Linked DNA regions of Gossypium hirsutum: all the other regions are linked to region 2. Evidence: chromatin contacts called from public Hi-C data. All regions are on one chromosome and are shown on one strand. Each heading gives the region's core, a stretch centred on a gene start, on an enhancer-like site or on the middle of the called end of the contact. The rest is flanking DNA. Distances are from core to core; before and after follow the strand shown. Region 1 has its middle 4.0 kb from the start of LOC121232117. Region 2 holds the start of LOC107887344 (glutathione S-transferase DHAR3, chloroplastic). Region 3 holds the start of LOC121232120 (cytochrome P450 85A).

Evidence for each region. A called contact is a pair of places that touch in the nucleus more often than the background predicts.
Region 1: a contact with region 2 is called in a Hi-C map of leaf, with 2.8 times the contacts expected there. The contact joins the enhancer-like site here to the promoter of LOC107887344 in region 2. A contact is called at or near these places in 3 of 34 Hi-C or Micro-C datasets (all in leaf).
Region 3: a contact with region 2 is called in a Hi-C map of leaf, with 3 times the contacts expected there. The contact joins the promoter of LOC121232120 here to the promoter of LOC107887344 in region 2. A contact is called at or near these places in 5 of 34 Hi-C or Micro-C datasets (hypocotyl and leaf).

Annotation. Positions count from the first base shown.
Region 1 is chrA07:12,227,006-12,230,500 of Gossypium_hirsutum_v2.1, forward strand. No RefSeq gene overlaps it. Among protein-coding and RNA genes, the nearest start is that of LOC121232117, 4.0 kb to the right of the region's middle. Within about 2 kb of position 2,031, at least 1 of the 9 cell types and tissues checked has an H3K27ac peak or open chromatin away from gene starts, as enhancers often do. A contact at or near this core is called in leaf, where this site is marked.
Region 2 is chrA07:12,055,298-12,059,181 of Gossypium_hirsutum_v2.1, forward strand. It overlaps LOC107887344 (glutathione S-transferase DHAR3, chloroplastic), which reads right to left and starts at 1,614. Exons shown (of 6, transcript XM_016811545.2): 1 at 1,235-1,614; 2 at 324-414; 3 at 89-232. The coding sequence starts at 1,442.
Region 3 is chrA07:12,297,334-12,300,775 of Gossypium_hirsutum_v2.1, forward strand. LOC121232120 (cytochrome P450 85A) reads right to left here and starts at 1,597. Exons shown (of 9, transcript XM_041117580.1): 1 at 1,272-1,597; 2 at 873-1,194; 3 at 641-790; 4 at 311-559; 5 at 144-230; 6 at 1-49. The coding sequence starts at 1,465.

The DNA of each region.
Region 1 (3,495 bases), core at 781-3,280, 170 kb after region 2:
GAAAAAAAAATATTTTTTTTAACATAGATCAGTTTGTGCATGGATGCATGGGTTTCATTGTTTTTTTTAAGTGATTTGAATATTTTTCTTTTTTTTTTTTGGAGATATATCAATTTGTGTCATTAGTGGAGGAGTTAGGGGCTAGTAGGTGTCCGTTTTTCCTAAAATGATTTTCTTTTCATTTAGATTCTTTATAATTTATAAATTAGTAATAGTAAAATTATAATTTATTCTTAAAAATGATAAAAATTTGATTTAATTTTTTAAAAATTATAAAGATATAGACTATTAAAATGATAAAATTATAATTTTATTATCGTAAAAATATATAATTTATTCTGCCCAAAAAAAATTCTGACTCTGCCACTATGTGTAATTATTCAAAACACGGGAGGTAGAAAATTTTAGCTTTACAGCTAGAATCGAGAATTTGTTACATGTCCTAATTATTTATTTTTTAAAAAAAATTCAACATAATTTTAAGACGCATTGCAAAATCTCAACATCAATTATAAAATTTAAAATTTCCACCACCAGTCCTAATAATTTTGATTTTCTTTTTTTTTTTCATTTTGGGCATGCAGTGGCTACTCCTAAGCAAATCAGGGACTTGATGCAAGTTGAGGGATTGACAATTGACCAAGTAAAAAGTCATCTGCAGGTTAAATTCAATCTTTTAAGCTTAATTAATAATGCATGCATTATATTATATATAGTTCAAAAAAATAAGAAATAAAAAGTAAAAAAAAAGAAGGGTAAAAATACAATTTATAATTACAAGTAATTCATATAATTATAATTAGACACAAATGAAATAATCATTATAATAACACATTCGTAAAATTATGATTAGAATCAAATCATTGCATGCACATATAAAAGGATTGATAATCGGACTTAAATCAAAATAAAACTAAACAAATAAAATTGAATTTAAAATAAAATCTACATCTACATAAATACTTATAATTAAACTTAAACTTTTACTAACACTACCAAAATAGTAAAAATTATATGGGTACAATTCTTTTGCTTAAAAAAATGTTGTTCAATATATGCATCTACAAATTAAGATTTATAAATGCCAAAATAAATAACTCAAAACATGATCATCTTTGAAAAGGTTTGTTTTTTCTCAACCAAACATTTTATTGATTCAAAATATGATACTTTTTTTAATTACTTCAAACGGCTTTTTGCATTTTATCAAAGCTATTATTATATTTAAATTTGTTAATTGTTTTTGTAAACAAGATATTAGTTTTTACATGCTATCGATTGAGTTTGATTGAGTTTTTCATTTTAATTAATTTTTATATTATAAAATTATATTTTCATCCTTATTATATAAAAAGAACTTAAACCAAATTTAAAACTTAAATTTTGATGTTTGGTCTAACACAAACTTAACATAAAACCTCAAATTTTAATTTGAACTCTATTTCAAACTTTTAAATTTAAATTCAGCTCGATTAGATTACACTTAATTGAGTAAAGAGAGTCTAAGTGAACACTTACCTTCAAATATCAGCTAATTAAATCCAACATTACAATAAGTTAACATAATTAACAACATTTAAATTATAACAATGATTTAGCAAAAACATAATGTTAATTTGAAGTATACCTAATAAATGTTGTACATGCTCTCATAGTGGATGTTTTTCCTTAAACTAATAGCTAAATATTTTTCAATTAAATTGTTGTTGAAACAATTTACAAAAACAAATTATTGAATGTGTATGTCAATTTTATGAGGAGGAGAAAGTTGTAAGAAGGTATCTCTCCGAAACAATAACGTTATTCTTGAGTCCAAAAGTGTATGTACATGTGCAATGGAAATTAATCTAAGTTTTATGTTCCCTACCTAAGATTGCTCGGATACACCAACTTTTCTTTGCAAATTCAAAGTACAGAAACTTATTGTCTTTCAAAAATATTAGAGAGGATGCTTTATATGCTCTGTGAGGGATGGTCCCTTGTGAGGCCAACCCCATTATGTGTATGGGCTAGAAACCCTTTGTGGGGTTTTGTAGTTTTGGCTACTCCGAGCTATTTATATTTGGTTGGACCTGGGTTTGTGCCGGTAAAATATTGGGTATTAACAATGAGTATTAAGTCAGTTTGCATCGGCATAGTTATTAATATAAGAGAATGCGAGTGTCGAGTACATTAAAATATATTATTCTCTTATTTAAAAGTTAAGAAGGGATTATGGTTAATTTTAAACATTGTATCAAAAAATAAAAATTAAAAATCATGATGCTACACTCATATGAAAACAAGTATATAAAAAAACAATAAAAATTTAATTTAATATTAATATATAATTTTCTACACCGTTCACATTGCCAATAAATTAAATGATATTACATCATTAAAAATGAAAATTAAGTTAATATAATTTTAAAAGTTTTTGATAATTTAGTTTTAAATTTTTAATATTATATTTCTGCAGAATTTTGAAATATTATAATTTAGCAAATAACTTTTTTAATTATGTAATTTCAGAAATATAGACTTCATAGTGGTAAGTTTCGATTGGTATAAAAGGCAAACAAGGACGGCTTGGCTCAGCTCGGCTCGGCTTCTTCGAGCCAAGGTGCAATGGTGATCTTTCAACGTCAGCATATTTAGGAGCTTTCCTATGATGTAATTTATTTTAAAATATGTAATTTTTACAGATTAATATATAATTAATGAAAGGAAATTAAAACTCTAAAAATCCCATTTTATTTATGATCAAATAAATATATATTTAATGGAAAGAAATAAATTTTGGTATAATGTGTAATTATATATATAAATTTTAATTTTGTGTAATTTTATACATGACATTTTGATTTGATTTGATTTAATTTTTACAAACCACTATCATCATTATCAATATAAGATCATTTTACATTACATATTACATACACAAATGATTATTCTTATCTAATATAAAAATAAGTTGATGTATTTGTTTCTTTAAGGGGGCATTTGGTTCATTGAATGTAACATTATGGCCTATAAGGTTACATTCTGAATGAGATTATGGTATTTGAATTGTCATCATTTCAACCATCCCGTGATATCACATTACGGAATAGTGTCAAAATGCTGTAATATATGGTGTAATCTCATTACGACTCATTTATTAAGTTATGTAGGATTATGGGTAGAATCTAAGTTTTAAGGGAAAAATACCCTATTATTTTATTATATTAATTAATATAATTTCAGTAGTTAAAATAGCAGTAGCTTATGTATTTTATCTTTTGCTTGGTTATTAGACATTTTCAAAGATTGGGTAGGGTACTTTCTCTTTCATTTACTTTAATTTTTTTACATGTACATGTGAAATAATTTTTCGATCCCATTTTACACAATTTGTTGTAATTTTGTGTGCGAATTTTACATGAGAATTTCAGGATCAATGTTGTTTAGAAATTAATGGTTGTTCAAATGAATTTACATCGTAAAATCAATGTGTAATAAAAGTGATTTTTTTTT
Region 2 (3,884 bases), core at 364-2,863:
ATAACAATACTATACAGCAAGCAGTGCAACACATCACTTATTCACTCAAAAACAGTTTATAAACATCAATATGATCACTAAGACATACACCAATGCTTTTTCCTGCGGAGTTACCAATGGTGGATCGGGATACTTTTCTTCCAATGACTGAGCAATTACATCAGAATCAGGAACCCATTTGTCTTCGAATTTCACTACCGGAACCTTCCCTTCGGGGCTGATTCGTAAGAACCTGAATTCAACCCATTGTTAAAACGAAAATATTGAACATAGCACATTACTGTCTACAGTGTTCCATGGATATACATATATATATATATTACCATTCTGGTTTGTTTGACAAATCTACCAACTTCATTTCATAAGGAAGATGCTTTTCTTCCATAGTCAGCAATACCCTTTGGCAAAAGGGGCCTGAACCACACATTTCACAAATAAATGAATAAATAAATATTCCACCATAACCCAAAATTTCGATAAAAATACCATGAAATCCTTTTTAGTAGGAGTTGAATTGCAATATTCCACCTCTACTAAAAAAATGGGGCAAATTAATCTTTGTATTTTATACTTGTCCTTCTGGTTTCATGCATTTCTATTGAAATTTTCAACAAAAATGACTGATAGAAAGACTAATTTACCCCCAATTTTTTTTACCTAAGAGGGCATAATACAATCTGACTGCCTCCAAGATACTTTTACCCCAAATTTTCTAAAAAATCAAAATTTCCTCCTTTCGACCCTAATTTTCTTTCCCATTCTTAATTTGAAAAGCAATAAAAAATGTTCAATCTTTATGAATTATATATAATTTGATTAATTGAATTCTCAGGATTTTAAAATTGCAATCAAGCTAAAACTAAATACATATAAAGCATATAAATAAAAAAAGAACTGAACTTTTCTTTCTTTCTTTGTTTCACATTTTTTCAGTAAACAAACAAGAACATCATAGAAAGAAAGAAAGAAAGGGATTTTACAGTCAAAATTATATCATATTTCCCAATTCTAAAGAATAAAAATTTCCTCTTTTGGACCCTAATTTTCTTTCCCATGCTTTATTAGAAAACAAAATCAGAAAGCTTCAATCCTTATGAATTATAGTTGATTAGTGAATTCTCAAAACATACAAAGAACAATATAATTGAACTTTTCTCTTTGTTTGTTTTGTTTCACATTTTCTCAGTAAACAAACAAAGAAACAACATCATAGAAAGAAAGGAAGAGATTTTACAGTCGCCAAGCTTATTGGGAGTGGTAACAGAAGCTTTAACGCAGATTTCAAGAGGAGTAGTGTTAATGGCCGCCATTGCAACTGTGAAGGTTCTAAAAGTTGAAACTTTGGGTCCATTTCGATGGTAAAAGGAAGGGTTCTGAGGGAATCGAATGCCCAAAGCTAAATTGTGTTTAAGTGAGGAAGACAATGCTACTGCCGTCGACATTTTTTTTTTTTTTTGTGTGTGTGTGTGTGTTTGAAAGTGCGGATTTTCTTTTTTTTTGGTTATCTCCGTTTATGTTTTTTTGGGAGGCTGTTTGTGATAGGAGGTTCAAACTGTTAACTGTTTTTGTGTTTTGACACGTGGCAAAATTTTTAAAGCGTAAAGGTGTACACCAATTCTGTCTTAAAAGCCTAATTATATATGGGCCTATTACAGGCCTATGTGGCCCATTTTCCTAGCCTATCATTTTTTTCAATATTTGTTTGTTCGGTGTTGATGCGCCGGGCAGCTAGCCTGGCCCAGTCATTTCAGCCTATTTTCGGTTAGGTTTGAGTTTAGATTTTTTTAATTTCGGACTTTTTCGATTTGATTTGTTTTCCTGTTTAAATAATACAAAATTATTATTTTTTAATAGTAAAACTAGTTATTTGGATCGTTTGAGATTCTAGACATGGTTAATGAATAGAACCGAACTTAAAAGATCAGACTAATTGGATCGAGACATTGGTTCGAAGAGAGACATCAGTACAATTGGTTCAGGAATTAGTATGGGCCAGCTAAACTAGTAACCGAATCAAATTTTCATTTGAAGACTTTTTTTTGATAACTTATTTAATCGAATTAGAGGAATTGATTCGATCACCGGTTCAGTTCTAAAAACTTTGGTCCCAGGCTCAAGCCTCAGTCCGGTTCATGGACAGCTTTAGTTCTAGTCATTTGCATTTCATTTTATTTATGAATTATTTCATTGAATATCCTCAAATTATAGCTTATATCTTAAATTATTCTCTAAATTTCGATGCTTCAAAATATTGTAATTAAATGTATAGAAATATCTTAAATGGCAAAATATATATTATTATATTTATTTTTTAAAAAGTAAAGCATTCTAATTTTTATATTTATTTAAATTTAGTAAATATTTTAAAATTAATTTTTTTGGTGAAATGATTAATCAAAATTAGGATATTTTTAAAGAAAGGTGAACACTCTATCAATAAATCTTTGTACTGCCTGTTTTAAAGTGTATAAATGCTTATCTTAAGTAAATGATTATTTTATATATACATATATACTATCTTTTACATTAAACAAAATTATATATGCATTTATAAACATAAAAAAATATGGATAATTATTCAGTACATAGATAATAGGATTTTTGAACTTCACAAGGGAGACTAAGATTTTGCTATAAGTCTACTGACAATCTACTAAATAATTATCTTAAAAGTATTAGCTAGACACTAGAAAAGGAAATTATTTTTATGTATAATATGAGGAGATTTTAAGCTCCACAAGTAGCGTTGAAAATGTAACAAGTGACCCGATTTTTTATATATTTATTTTTTTTAATATTTTTATTATATGCTATGAAATAGATGACACCCTCCAATTTACTTAAAGAGTTTAGAAACTTGGTAACTAGATAATTTTCTATTAGAAATAGCTAAAAAACCAACATTATTATTTTAAGATATTCAAAAAAAAATTCAAAAATGAGAGCATAACACTTATCATTGTCAGTTAATACCAAATTCATAATTATGTAAAGTTAGACAAGTAGTGCAATTATAAGTGTTGAGCTCTTTTTATGGGGGGGGGGGTTTCAAACAAAAGATTTTTCACTCTTTCATGCATTGCACTTAAATATCCACCAATAAATTTCATAGGCAGAGTTAAATGTAGTGTATAAGCCCCACAGATTCATTGAACTTTCATAGGGGACCAAAGTGGGGGGAAAAAACAAGTAATGTCTTTCCTTCTCAAGGTAAAAGCTTTAATGGTTAAATATTAAAAAAAGTTAAATTTAATGCCCCATAGTACCATTATGTCCAACTTTCTAAAAGAAGAATTTGGGACCTCAAATACCCAAAAATCTCAATGGAAACCCTGTTGGAAGCTGTTTTGGATAAGCAACCAATTTGCCCTTAATTTCCCCCTGTGCTATATAAACCCTAACCATAAGGTGTGGATGGCCATCTAAATGTAAGAACCCCAGAAAATACCTAGTAAAATCTTTTACTTTTCTTCCTTCGATAAAATTCAAAAAAGGGTATTTTAGTCCATAAAATTTAAAATTTTAGCTCGAGAATCCCGGTTTCAAATCTTGTAATGTACTATATATTATGTATGTATGCATAGATCAAATAAATGGGGTTTGAAGGGGCAATGATGTTTGAAGTTTTGAATTAATGTCTATACTTAGAGAATGCATTTGAGGGGAAAAAACATAGTGCACATGGAAGAGATAATGTTGAATGTCTCCTCAAGGGGCCTACCAAAAGCATTGTACAAATAACATATGGGGACTATGAAATGTTTGGCGGTTGGATGACAAATTAGTCCATGTTTGGTGTGGATTTAATGTAGGTTAAAACAATTAGCTTTTTCAGGAATTTAGTTCTTAATACTTTTTGTCCAAATGTTAACACAATAAAAATT
Region 3 (3,442 bases), core at 347-2,846, 240 kb after region 2:
TTAAAACCCCATTAACAATAGTAGCTAATCTTGAAGTCTCAAAAATCACCTGCATAAAAAAACAAAATCACTATTTAGTTCAAAATAAATTACTCATTAATAAAAATAATGTCTCAAAAAAAAAAACCCACAATTTTTCTTACAGCTCTAGTGAACTTCATTGGCTTAAGATCATTCCATTCAATCGGGTCCTCTGGTCTTTTCTTTTCTCTAATTGCCATATGTTCTTTCTGTAAATTTGTTCATCAATAGATCAAAAAAATTTCATTACAAAGATATGAAGAACATGATTTTTTTTTTTGTTACTTACTCTTAGTTCTTCAAGAATAGATGGATGATCATGTAGGTACTTAACGGCCATCATCGATGTCGTCGACACGGTCTCGTAACCAGAATACAAGATGGTAATGATTTGATCAATGATCTCAGCATCACTTAATTTGTATCTATTATTATCATCTTTGCTCATCAAGTAAGCAAGCATGTCCTTGTGTGATTCTTGACAGCCTCTTCTCTTTCCTATCAGTTGCTTTAGTATTGTAAGTATAATTTTCCTTGCCTGCAAGGTGATAAATGAACAACTTAATCGACTTGAGACTATGGAATGTAATGAAAAACAAAATGCTGATGGATTTTTTACCTTAAGTCCTCGTCGATAATTCGTACCGGGGAGATCGATAGGCAGCGATAAAGTCCCCAACACTAATTTAAAGAACTCATGCATGAATTCTCGTGCTATTGAAGTTGATTCAACACTTGCAATTTGTTTAAGTGATGATAAAAATGCCATCTACAGACATACACAAAAATACATATTAGGAAAACAGAGGAAAACACCTATGAACTAATGCAAAGCTGTAAAAGAAACAAACCTGTTTGGTCTTTTCTTGAATGTCAATGATTTTATTATCCCAATCACTCACAAAATTTCTCATGAATTCATCTATTTTAGGCAAAAGTTGTTGTTTAATCATAGTAGGACTAATGAGAGCAAGCAAAGCTCCTCTCATTTGTTTATGTGTAGAACCATGAACAGCTGCAATGTTACATTTACCCAAGATATCTAACATGGACTGTGGATAACCAGGAACAAGACCTTTAGCTTCATTCATTAGTATATATCTATTAAGCTCTGGATCCATGGAAACAGCTGTAGGACATCCTAGTATATGTGATTTGAAGAAACTCCCATACCTGTAAGGACCAAAATGAAAAAATTACAGAATGTTTGAGAACATTTGAAATGAGAGCGGGGTATGGGGGCAGTTTACCTTGCTCTTTGGTTTTTCATGAAATTAGGACCTTGTTTGAGAAACTCTGTGGTTTCACCAAAGATTGGCCAACCCATAGTACCAGGAGGCAACCCTTTTTTACTGAACTTAAGTTCATTCCATCTTAACAAAGCAGTGCATATAGAAAGGGCCAGAATGAACACCAGTACCAAAACCACCATGAAAAGAGCCATTGTTTTTTTTTTTCTTCTTTTAAAGATCTCCAAAAGCTCTGCAAAAATGGTTATGGGAGTTCTCTCATTAGTCTACATATACTAAAGGGGTGCACACACACCCATATATATATAGGAGTGTAAAGTGTTAAAACCCATAGTCCCACACACCCCTCTCTCTATGTATAGTCCATTGACAAGATAAAAGACATATAGGCTGAACCATGCAGCTCATTAGGAAAGGACCCTACACCTTAAAAAAAGAATTTCAAGGAAATTATATATATTTATTTTAAACATTTAAAAAAGAAGAAGAAGAAGAAAGAAACAGACTATGCAGATTAAGAAAGAATTCATTCTTCAAGAATACGGGGGCATGAATGTTTGTTTGATAGTAAAGATTTTACAGTCTTCTACCAGTAGAAGTAAAAGTAAATTAATCTCAATAATGAAAGAGCAAACCGATTTTTTAATTAAAAATTTTCATTTATTTCTATTATTAAAAATTAATATTTACACATTAATATAATGTACATGTGACATTTCACGTATCACTATTTATATCTACATTTTTTAAGAGTATAAATAGATAAAAAATTTAATAGAAAAAACTAATTTGTTCTTTGAAAAAATATATAAAAATTAATTTTTAATTTTTAAAATAAATAAAATATAATATAATTTAACTTTAAATGAAAGAACTGCATTAGGAGAATGAACCCAATTCTTGTCTGTTTCTTCACATACATATAATGTATGTATATGTGTGTGTGTGTGTATGGAATTACAAAGAAGTTATCTGGATATAATTGGAATAAAAACTAGATGAAAGATGCAACTAATTCAGTCAAAGTAAAATAAAGGTAAAGGTTGGAAATGTGTGATGAGGGTAAGAGGCACATGCATACCACCCTATTGGACCTAAAAATTATATATCTCTCTCTATATTACATAATATAATATATATTATATATAAGCTTACTTCCAAAGCACAGTGCTTCACATGTCTGTCAACAAGATCTGTTCATGGATATACAAAAAAGACCACTAAAAGACAGGCTCCTGGTTACCATGTGAATAAGTGAAGAGAGAGATAGAGAAAGGGGTTTGGTTCCATTGTAACTACTAGTTTCAAGCTTTTGACTGCCCCTCTTTGGCTAAAAGTACCATGGATGTTTTCTTTATTAGGGGTTGGGTTGTTTTGTTTTTTTTTTAAATACACATTACACGTTATAAATAACTGTTTGATTATTTTATCATTTATGTTAATGTTTAACCATAAAATGGAATTTTTTTTAGTACCCAAAGGAAAATTTTATTTTAAAAGCTTGAAATTAAATTATTATTATTATTTTATTGCAACTTATATTTGTGTCTCAGGTTTGTTTTCAACAGAGACTAAAAATGAAAAAAGAAGAGCAAACAGTACAGTTTACAGACTTAGATTGATTACGTGAAGAAGTAGAATTCTTTTGCTTTCTTTTTGATTGATTATACGTTGTGCAGTGTACTTTGGAGGAGATGTACTTTTAACAAATTTATAATTATAATTTTGAAAATACTACTGGTAGAAATTTAAGTTTTGAGATTTTAAATTTGATTTGATTTATTTAATTTTATAATTAATTACTATTCATAAATTTTGAAAATTTAGAGATATATCTAAAATTTTAAGATTTAATTATGAATTTCATCTATTTAGTAGTCCATTTACTTTAATTTGTTACACACCAACTTTAACTATTGATTTTTTGTTAATTCATTGTATATAAATTGTTGAATGACAATTTTCAGTAAAATAAAATTATGAAAAATTAAAACCGAGGGGGCTAAATTCTCAATTTTTAGCAAGGTGTTTAATTATTGAAATACAAGGAAAGAAAACACTAAGCATTTGTCTTGATGTAAAATTGGAATCAAGAAAACCCTGAATTTCTTTTCCGAGAATTAAAGTCATTTCTTAGGTAGAGTTTAATTAATTTTACTATTACTATGAAC